Linked DNA regions of Mus musculus: regions 1 and 2 are each linked to region 3. Evidence: chromatin contacts called from public Hi-C and Micro-C data. All regions are on one chromosome and are shown on one strand. Each heading gives the region's core, a stretch centred on a gene start, on an enhancer-like site or on the middle of the called end of the contact. The rest is flanking DNA. Distances are from core to core; before and after follow the strand shown.

Region 1 (3,252 bases), core at 730-3,229, 98 kb before region 3:
GTGGGAAGGAATTAGAGAGAGGTCGATGAATCTTGCTCTCCAGTGTGGCTGTGATGTGTGCTTACAGGGAAAAAAAGAAAGCTGGATTCATCTGGAATTAGAAGTCTTCCACAGTAACAAGAAGGAGAGGGGAGGTGTTACATGAATATTTGTAATAGAATTATGATTTTCTTCTATGAAGTATCAGTGGGACACTGTGAACAATAAAGAAAAGATTACAATAAAAGCAATCCCTAGTTCGTGGTGTGATTACAATTAGTTTAGTAAGCACTGGTATGAGAAAAGCCAGACAGGGTGAACTAGAAGAACAGCAAGACCTGAGTCACCAAAGACCTGAAACCAGGATGATGAGTGATGGTTAGGTAATTGGTAATAACAGAGTCTGGGACAGTGCCACTGGGTGGGTGGCTGAGGACCAATAATGATGAAATTATATCGTGGGGGGAAAGGGTTAAAACCAGATAAACCACGAGGTGTGGCAGAAGGATGCCGAAGACCATGGGTCACCACAGAAACACAGCAGGCGTGTTTGTCACTCCTCATTGCGTTGCTGTGACAAGGTGTCTGGCAAAGGAGAGTTTACATAGGCTCACAGTTCAAGTCTACAGCAGCCCATCATGATAGGCAAGGCCTGTGGTCAGAGGATGGGGCAGCGGCTTCCATTACAAACTCAGTCAGGAAGCAGAGAGCAATACAAGCCAGGGCTCTGTTCCTTCTCTTCATTCAGCCCAAGAACTCAGTCCAGGGAATGGTGCTACTCATGTTCAGTGGGTCTCTCATCTCACAGACATGCCCAGATGTTTGTTTACATGGTTATTCTAAATCCTGTCCGTCAAGATTAACCATCGGGGTTTCATATGGTAAATGGGTTTAGGGAAGAGGTGGCAGAAACAGGCTGAAGATGGTAAAGAGAACACACATCATGGAGCCTGAAGGATCCACTTCCCCAGGATAAGGCAAAAGAAAGCAGTAACCCTGGGGTATCTACATTTCAGTTAGAAAAGGGAGCAAGAAAGAATTTTTATTTTTGTATTTGTTTTTTGGGGGTTTTTTATTTGTTCGGTTGCTTGGGGTTTTTTGTTTGTTTGTTTGTTTGGGTTTTGTTGTTGTTGTTTTGGGGTGGTGTTGTTGTTGTCGTGTTGTTGTTTTTCGAGACAGGGTTTCTCTGTATAGCCCTGGCAGTCCCGGAACTCATTCTGTAGACCAGGATGGCCTCAAATTCAGAAATCTGCCTGCCTCTGCCACCCAAGTGCTGGGATTAAAGGCGTGCGCCACCACTGCCCAGCAAGAAAGAATTTTTTTAAAGTGGAAATCAAGGACTTTTTTTTTTCCTTTTTGGTATTAGATGTTTCAACTTCCAGGGTACCCAGGATAGGGCTTGGATATGATTCTGTTTGCCAGAGGGTTCTAGAAGTCTTACCACGAATAGCCATGAAGGTTCCCTGGGCATTAATCATAATGGTGGCACTGGATGGACACGGTATACCCCAAAACTCCGTCTCGTTTTTTCTCCGTCCACGCTTGCTTTCCAGTTAGTATTTCTCTGAATGGCAAACCCCACGCCCGCGTCAAGCATGTATTATTCATGCTTTGCCTTTTCACCTGCCTGCTGCACACCAGAGGCAGAAATCGAGGTCAGAGATGGCGGAGGGGGCTGCTTAACAAGGTGTTGTTTTACATTTCAGGAGGCAGATCTTCTTGAGTCTCCGCGTCAGGAGTGCTTGTCTGGGACAGCTGGGATGGCGGTGACACCACAGACACATTTTCATTTACCAGAAAGGAGTAATCAGAGCGCAGTAAATGCGTCTTTCTCTCCTCCTGGCTCAGAGCGCAGGAATGTCAGAGGTCCTCAGGGAGCAAGGACGGTTTATGCAGAGCAGGAGGGCCGGAAGTGGCCTGTGGGTTTAGCAGCCTCGGAGTCTGTGAATTGTTCACATCTTTTCTCAGACCTCTTCTTTGAGACTCCAGACACCAAGGCAGAGTCTCCCCTGCTCTGCCGAGAATATGGTTAAGGCATCAAATTACCCTCACTGGTAGCAAATGTCTCTCCCTGTTTTATGACATAGGTGGCTTTAATAAAAATCTTCAGACCAGAAAAAAAGGGAGCTCTGAGCCCCTATTCAGGCTGCTACTTCCTTCCTGTTTCGCCAGGTGGCTTTTACTGTCTGGAGTCTTTTTTTTTTTTTTCTTTTTTCCGATGGTGGTGGGTGGGGGGTGGTCTTTACTCTTCAAACTACTGGACTTCCATCTTTCCTACTATAATTTTTGTCATTATCCATCACCACAGGGCAACCATTCACTTCAGAGCTGGTTGTCTCTGTAAGTTTACTATCATACAGCTCACAAAGACCTGTTCATTATGAGACAGAATTGGACACACTTCTCATGCGGCCTTGCTCATTTTCCCAGTGAGTCTGTGAGTTCATTGATCAGTTGCCTCCATTTTATAGGTTTAGGTGTGAACGCTGAGTATCTACACTCTCAGATGTAGTAGAGCCATAGTCTAACCCAGAATGGTCAGAACCTAGAACCCCCCGGCACCCTTAGCCAAGACCATACACTGCCTGCCAGGCACCGAGTCAGGGGCCAGGGAACTGTAGTGAGTGGAGAGATTGATCCAACTGAGCTCAGAGGCCAGAATGGGATTAGCTTTTCAATAAGAACAAAATCCTAGTCCCTGAGTCCCAAAGGCACACCCACACACAATAGTTCAAGTCTGAACAGCCATAAAGTTAAGGAGCCATCTGTAATGGTTCTCAAAGCTTGCCGGTAGACGGGTTCTCCTTGGCAAATCAATTCATAAGTGTAAGGAATGGGGGCAGATGGGAAGGAAGCTGAGAAAGAAATTTCTCTCTGCTGGGGTACAGGCTCCGCTAACCTTGGAGGAAAATATCTGCAACTCTAGAGAAGTGATCATTTTTCACTGACTTGATGCTAGGCATCCTGTGAGTTTTACAGATGCAGCCTCTCACTGATTCAAGGAACAGTCCAGAAGGTTCCCATAACATGAAAAGCCAAGCTCAGAGACACTAACTAAACAGGGTTTATATACACATTTGTTTGCTTATATTTTTTATTGGGGGCAGAGAAAGAACAACTTGTGGGGAGCTGGTTCTCTTTCTACCTTATAGGTTCTAGGGATTGAAAGTAGGTTGTCAAACTCCGTGGTAAGCAGTCATAACCACTGAGCCATCATGCCTGCCATCAAATGTGTTTCTGGTCCTGCTAGGATTATGATAATACCTCAATTAA
Region 2 (2,988 bases), core at 111-2,610, 66 kb after region 3:
AGGAGTGGCCCAAAGCAATGCTGGCATCCAGCCCCCTTCTATATCCTATCAAAAGCTCCTTCTGGGTCCTGAAAATTTCATTCTAAGTGGTCATAGTGACAGTCTGTGCTTGAGGGAAGACAGGCTGTGCCGGGGGCACTTTCTGGTGAGTATACCTGGGCCTCTTCTGGCAACAATTTGGAAAGGTGGCTAGGTTACTCCACAGAAGAGTCAGGGAAGACATTCCTGTGATGCTGTGGGTGATGGTGATAGTGGAGATGATGGTGGGAAGAGGAGATAGAACAGTGAACTGGGCAGCAGTTATTACCCACCTGTTTTCGGAGGTGTGTGCTTGTGTGTGCGTGTGTGTGTGTGTGTTGGGGGGGGGTTATGGGTGTGAGTTTGAATGTGGAGGTCAGAGATTAACAGCAAGGTCTTAATTACTATTTTTAATTAGCCCATACTTGATTGATTGATTGATTGATTGATTAATTTTTGAATTGGGGCCTGTCACTGGATGTGTGTCACAGTGTTTAGTTTTCTATACTGGTGTCAGGATCTGAACTCGGGTTCTCTGCCTCTGAGGTAAGCACTTTACAGAAATCTGCCACAGTTTTTTGTTTAAAAAAAATCTGTGGTACTATTGCCTTTAAAAGTTATAGGAGCATGTCATTCATGGTGTGTGTGTGTGTGGGGGGCGATTCGTGGCAGACATGTAAAGCAGGTCCACATGGTGAGGAAAGCTGCCCTTCGCCAATGCTGACACAACAGGCTTATTCCTCCAGAGCTGGGTGTTTGGAGAGGGGTGAGAGCTTGGCAAATGTCCTGAATTCACATGTTTGGCACAGTGACACACAGTGATGTGTGGATTCACCTAGAGGTTCACACATGTGTCACAGGAGTCTTTACAAGCAAGAAGGTTGGAGGCAGGAAAGGAAATTTCCAGCCAGTGAGTTATTTAGCAGACAACATTGAACTTCCTTTTGCACATGATCTTGCCCTGCCAACTCCAAACACAACCACTGTGAACCATTAATTAAATCATCACCATGTGTGTTAGACACAAATCCCCATGCTTACTTTCATTTTGAAATATTATCATTTTCCATTTGGGGCTTTTGATCTTAAAATCGGGTGGAGTTTAACTGCGGTCCAGTAATAAAAGAAAGTCTCAACAGAACCAGGGAAGGACCGTGTATGTAACTTATAGCAGAGAAAGAAAGCCCTAGTGGAATGTGGGGGAGGGGAATCTCATTGCTTCCTGTTGATGGATGGTGTTTCTTTACAAAGCTCTTTTGCTCCTTAATAAAATGAACAGAGCTCTCACAAATCCCAAATTTTAAGGTGGTGGAGAACGAGAATTAGATGTCTACATAGTATTTGCTTGGAAGATTTAGGCAGACCCAGAAGACAAGAGAGGTTGACCAAGCTGCCTGCAGAATGCAGACACCCAGTCGCTTAACATATATTGATTTAGTTTTAATCTGCAGAACAGCTTTTCATTTATGAGACCTGAGTCACTGCCGCCACTGAATTACAGCACTTCTAAACTTGGCTTTAAAATTCTTATTGACTCCATAGACCCTGTCCAAGTATGCCAGCTGCATTTGAAATTTCTAAAGATCTGCAGGGCATGCCAGTGACAGCGAACAGATATAAAATCCCATGGAAAGGGGGAGAGGGTCTGGTTCAGTGGGTAGGGCTTGCCGTGCACACATAGGAACTGAGTTTAAATCCTGAGTGCTCGTGTAGATGTACAACAGGTACAGTAGTGCAGCTTTAGTACAAGCAGTGGGGGAACGGAGGCAGAAGGATGCCCAGAGCAAACTGGTTAGCCAGAGTACCTGATCAGTTAGCTCTGAGAGTCTGCCCCAATTTAGAAGATGGGAAGGTGACCAAGAAGACATATAACAAAATCCTGGGACCTCTACATACAGGCACTCACATCTGCATGGGCATTCATGCACACAGATGTGCACACACACCACATATACACACATACACATATATGCACAGAAATGAAGCAGTGTCAGGTGGGTCCTAGGAGCCGGAAGGGCAGGACTAGAAACAAAAGTATGAGAACCAGTGGACATGGGAACTCAGCTTGTAGACAGCAGCCTCAAAGAGCATCGGGGCACCAGAGAGACACGCTCTTGGCCAGGAGCCACACACAAAAGGCAGGCATACTCTGTTTGCTTAGCTTACTCTAGGAGACATATCATTACCAAATTAGAACTACTAATCATTTGATTTGTGAAACACCACATTTTTTTAAGTAGCACTGTTCTTATAGTAATACTCAAACCCCAAAGGATTAAATTATAATGTATAACATATAATGATCTAAATCTGATGAGTTACTCTTAGAGCTTAATTATATTTGTTCAACAGTCATTTGAAGCATTAGGACAGGGCTTTTATAATACCCTGATTAATGATGGGCTTTCCTCTGCTTTTCCTACTTAGATGAATTCTTCTCATCACACAGTGTGTTGGAAAACAAGAAGAGAGAGAGAGAGAGAGAGAGAGAGAGAGAGAGAACAGAGCAAATTGTTCCGGCTTAAACTATGGTTTCAGGATACAGGGTCAGCTTGTATCTTTCAACTCTGACCTTTTGATCTCTAAAACTACTGATAAAGCAATCTTCTCAATTAAATGAAGTCATGTTTAGAGAATTTTGTTTAAGTACAGTGTTTGCACTGCAAGCCCAAGGACCAGAATTCAATGTGCATACCCTACATTAAAAATGCTGAGATTGAAGATAGGTTTGTAATCCCAGCTCTGGGGAAGAGGAGGCAGATGGGTCCCTGAGACTCACTGGTCAGCCAGCTTAGTCTGCTTGGAAAGTTCCAGGCCAATGTGAATGGAAGGTGCCTTAGAAACTAGACATAGGGCTGTTCTCTAGCATCCACACACATGCACACATATGTATATGTGCACCAGCACACAGGTGCACCCTCACATGTGAACATATCACCTCCCCCTCCCACACACAAACCTTTAGCTGCT
Region 3 (3,148 bases), core at 318-2,817:
TCAGTTTCGTGGGCTTGCCTCCAGGCCCCTAATGATCACTTAAGCACATGCTCGCACAAAGCCTAAAGTCTTTAACCAATTCAAGTCCAATTATTATCAGTTACATCCCATGCCTTCCCCCCACCCCCAGACCCAGACTTCCTAGTGGTAACTGAAGGGTGGGGGTGGGGGCCAGTCTAAAAGTAAAAGCTATGGATGCTAAGCCTCTAGTTCTTTTAGCCCCCCAAAGCATCTCAGTCAACCTTCACATAAAATACAGTCCAAACCAAAAGAAAAAAGAAAAAAAAATGCTCAACAAACTCTGAAAGACTTTGGTGGGTGCCTCCTGGCGCTCCTCTTTCCTCTTTCACTAGGCCATGAAAAGTTTAAGTGGCCCCCACCCCAGAGTGTTTTCTGTAAGGAAGGGGGAAAGGGAGGGGGGTACCCAAATCTTTGAGATTCACACACAAAGAACAGCTCGCTAGAAAAGCTCCTAAAACAATATTCTCGCCCCCTGAGAACGTCTGTTGGGACCTCGTTTCTAAAAATCCCTGCTCACCTGCAAAAGACTTCAACCATCTCACCGGCATTTCTGCAGCTAAATAACAAAAGAACACTCCATTGAAAGTCCCCTGTCTTTAAAGAGAAAGCTACACTCCGGGGCTTCCTCTCCCTTCTTTCTCTGGCTTGTTAACTCCGTTCCTACTGTTAGTAATTTGAAAGAGGTCGGCAGAGGGGATGGGGGCTAGGGTGAGGGAAGGGTCGGATTGCCACGCTCCGGAGGAGCGCCAGGCACCACGCTGCCTTCTGAAGCCCGCGGGTCCAGCCATACCTTGGTTTGGAGGTACTGAGGACAGTAGTACGTGTACTGGGGGTACATTTGTGGCTGATCCAGGCGTTTGCCCATGTAGCTGGGATCTTTATCTCCGAGGCAGGAAACTGAATAACAGGGTGTATGATGCCCCAGGCAAGCGAGCTTCTTTCTCTTAATCCACTGTCCCTGGCAGTCTGCGTGACTGCTGAGGCTTCTCAGACTCCAGCCTCACTAGTTCCAACACCGTGAGGAATTTAAAACAACCCAAAAAACCAAAGCAAAGCAAAACAAAAGAACCAAAAAGAAAAGAGAAAAAGAAAAAGAAAACAAAAACAAAAACAGATGGGGGTTGAGATCTGTAGCGGAAACCCCCAGACTGCTTCCCCAGTTCTTGCCTGCCTGGTTCCTCCCAGCTGCCCGGTCCAGTCCGGATGAAGCAGTTTGCTCTGTGACCAGCCTGTCTCTAGTGGTGTCAATCGCAGGCGCTTGTAAAGGCGAAGGAGGAGAAAAAAAGAAATAGATCCTTTAGCACAACTCGGAATCCTTGCAGTACAGCTTTCGTTCTCTCCCGTGTCTCTTTCCCACCGCGGAAAAAGGAAATTTTAATAAAAAGAAGAAAAAAGGAAAAGAAACAACGGACAAAAAGAAAAAGAACGGAAAGGAAAAAAAACCGGGAAAAAAAGAAAAAGAAAAAAGAAAAAAGAAAGAAAAGAAAAAGAAACCCGTGCAGGCTTAGTTGCTGCTGTCTGGTTCCCAGAGTGACATGGTGTGTTCCAGCTGGCCTTGCCCCTCTCACTCACTTCCCCTCCTTCCAGCCAGTGGGTGGAACTGAGAGAGCCTCTCCAGGGAGCCGGGCACGCAGTCCAGAAGGCTGCAGTATTTCCTCCAAGGGGGGAAAAAGAAGATGAAAAAGAAGAAGAAAAAGAAAGAAAGAGGCTGCTGCCACCCCTCTGCTAGCTATCTGGAATAGCACAGTGAGCAGCGTCTGCAGCCGAGCCGCGGGTGGAACCGAACCCCAGCTTCTCTGTGAAGTGCCTGGGTGGGGCATGGCCCAGCCTCCCTGCCCTGCTCCGACCAGGGCTCCCAAGCTCCCAAGCTGCTTCTCCTCTTCAATCGCCAAGTTCCCAGAGGTGAGGCATGGCATTGATGAACAAAACAGACCCTGCCCTGCGAGGGGAGCATGAGGGAAGGAGAAGTGTGTGTGTGTGTGTGTGTGTGTGTGTGTGTGTGTATTTACACACACATGCCAACCTTTCTAGTTAAGTAGGGAGAAAAGTGTATTCAAGGCTTTTTCAAAATCTGTTAACACATTAAAAGCCAGATGAACCGAGGACCTGAAGATGAAACCAATGTTTTGGGGGATGCTCAAGAGAGGAGAAAAAGTGGGGATTCTCAGCTGGGTACCTCTGTGGGGAAGCCAAGCCCCATCTCAACAAGGGGGTTGCCTTAACTATCACAAATAATTGTGTTGTGGCTTTATCCATCTCTTAAAAACGAAATCAAAGTGATCTTTACATTTATTCGCTTATTGGAGAATAAAATAACCTCTCTCTCTCTCTCTCTCTCTCTCTCTCTCTCTCTCTCTCTCTCTCCTTCTCTTACTTGCTCTTTCTTAATGCTTTCGTGGCTCTGTAAGTATTGCACACAAAAAAATTGAACAAAAACTCATAATTACTTGTCAGAGTTTTTCCCCCCACCAGTAATAATATTCCGACACGTCGATCAGCTGCTACATTATAATACAGATTGTTTCAGAGAAGATAGATCTCCTTAAAGGGTTTCTCTGCAAGGCGGCGGTGAGGCTAAAATTAGCTGTGCCAGCTGTGTTTTGCTGGGAGTGCTCACGCATGCCCGGAGCGTGGGCAGCCAGCCTCTGTGCCTCTCCACTCCCCCAAGTCTGCCGAACACTCCAGCCGTCCTTTCAGATAAAAGACTCCAGGTACAAAGGCAGTTTCCTCACATGGAGGGAGAATTGAAACTGCAATACACAGGATGCCACCTCTGCTTTAAGTCCCGCCTGCCACTCATGGGGTAACAACCTAGGCTCCTGTGCTCCTTAGCTCCAGGAAGCTCAGTTCTGAAGTCTGGGTACCAGCAGAAAGACAAGGACACGGAGACATCACATTGGGTTTTATGTCGATTCTCTCTCTCTCTCTCTCTCTCTCTCTCTCTCTCTCTCTCTCTCTGTGTGTGTGTGTGTGTGTGTGTGTGTGTGTGTTTCTCTTTTTTAAAAGACAGGGTCTCAGATACCCCAAGCTGCTCTTAAAACTTGCTGTGAAACGGAATGATTTTGGCTTCTGATTCTCCTGCCTTCCATCGCCCAGCACTGGTATTGAAGGCATAAATTAATGAATG

The links. Hi-C and Micro-C count contacts between places; a contact is called where the count stands out from the background.
Region 1: a contact with region 3 is called in a Micro-C map of muscle stem cells, with 6 times the contacts expected there. The contact joins the enhancer-like site here to the promoter of Rbms3 in region 3. A contact is called at or near these places in 15 of 484 Hi-C or Micro-C datasets (the C2C12 cell line, the MC3T3-E1 cell line, the N1E-115 cell line and 6 more), 3 of 115 datasets of contacts at active chromatin or transcription factors (bone marrow-derived macrophages, embryonic limb bud and neural progenitor cells) and 1 of 9 other capture datasets (adipose tissue).
Region 2: a contact with region 3 is called in a Hi-C map of the N1E-115 cell line, with 2.4 times the contacts expected there. The contact joins the enhancer-like site here to the promoter of Rbms3 in region 3. A contact is called at or near these places in 1 of 39 promoter capture datasets (macrophages), 2 of 484 Hi-C or Micro-C datasets (the N1E-115 cell line and nephron progenitors) and 2 of 9 other capture datasets (adipose tissue and liver).

The regions. Positions count from the first base shown.
Region 1 is chr9:117,152,237-117,155,488 of GRCm38.p6, forward strand. The region is part of intron 1 of Rbms3 (RNA binding motif, single stranded interacting protein); the gene reads right to left. Among named protein-coding and RNA genes, the nearest start is that of Gm39452, 40 kb to the right of the region's middle. Within about 2 kb of position 1,980, at least 60 of the 459 cell types and tissues checked have an H3K27ac peak or open chromatin away from gene starts, as enhancers often do. A contact at or near this core is called in the C2C12 cell line, embryonic fibroblasts, embryonic limb bud and 2 more, where this site is marked.
Region 2 is chr9:117,317,446-117,320,433 of GRCm38.p6, forward strand. Gm39451 (a long non-coding RNA gene) reads left to right here. Exons shown (of 3, transcript XR_871331.2): 1 at 1-145. It also overlaps a transcript of Rbms3 not described here. Among named protein-coding and RNA genes, the nearest start is that of Gm39451, 5.0 kb to the left of the region's middle. Within about 2 kb of position 1,361, at least 2 of the 459 cell types and tissues checked have an H3K27ac peak or open chromatin away from gene starts, as enhancers often do. A contact at or near this core is called in the N1E-115 cell line, where this site is marked.
Region 3 is chr9:117,250,916-117,254,063 of GRCm38.p6, forward strand. Rbms3 (RNA binding motif, single stranded interacting protein) reads right to left here and starts at 1,568. Exons shown (of 15, transcript NM_001172123.1): 1 at 812-1,568. The coding sequence starts at 886. Gm17396 (predicted gene, 17396) reads left to right here and starts at 1,618. Exons shown (of 2, transcript NR_166691.1): 1 at 1,618-1,923; 2 at 2,430-3,148.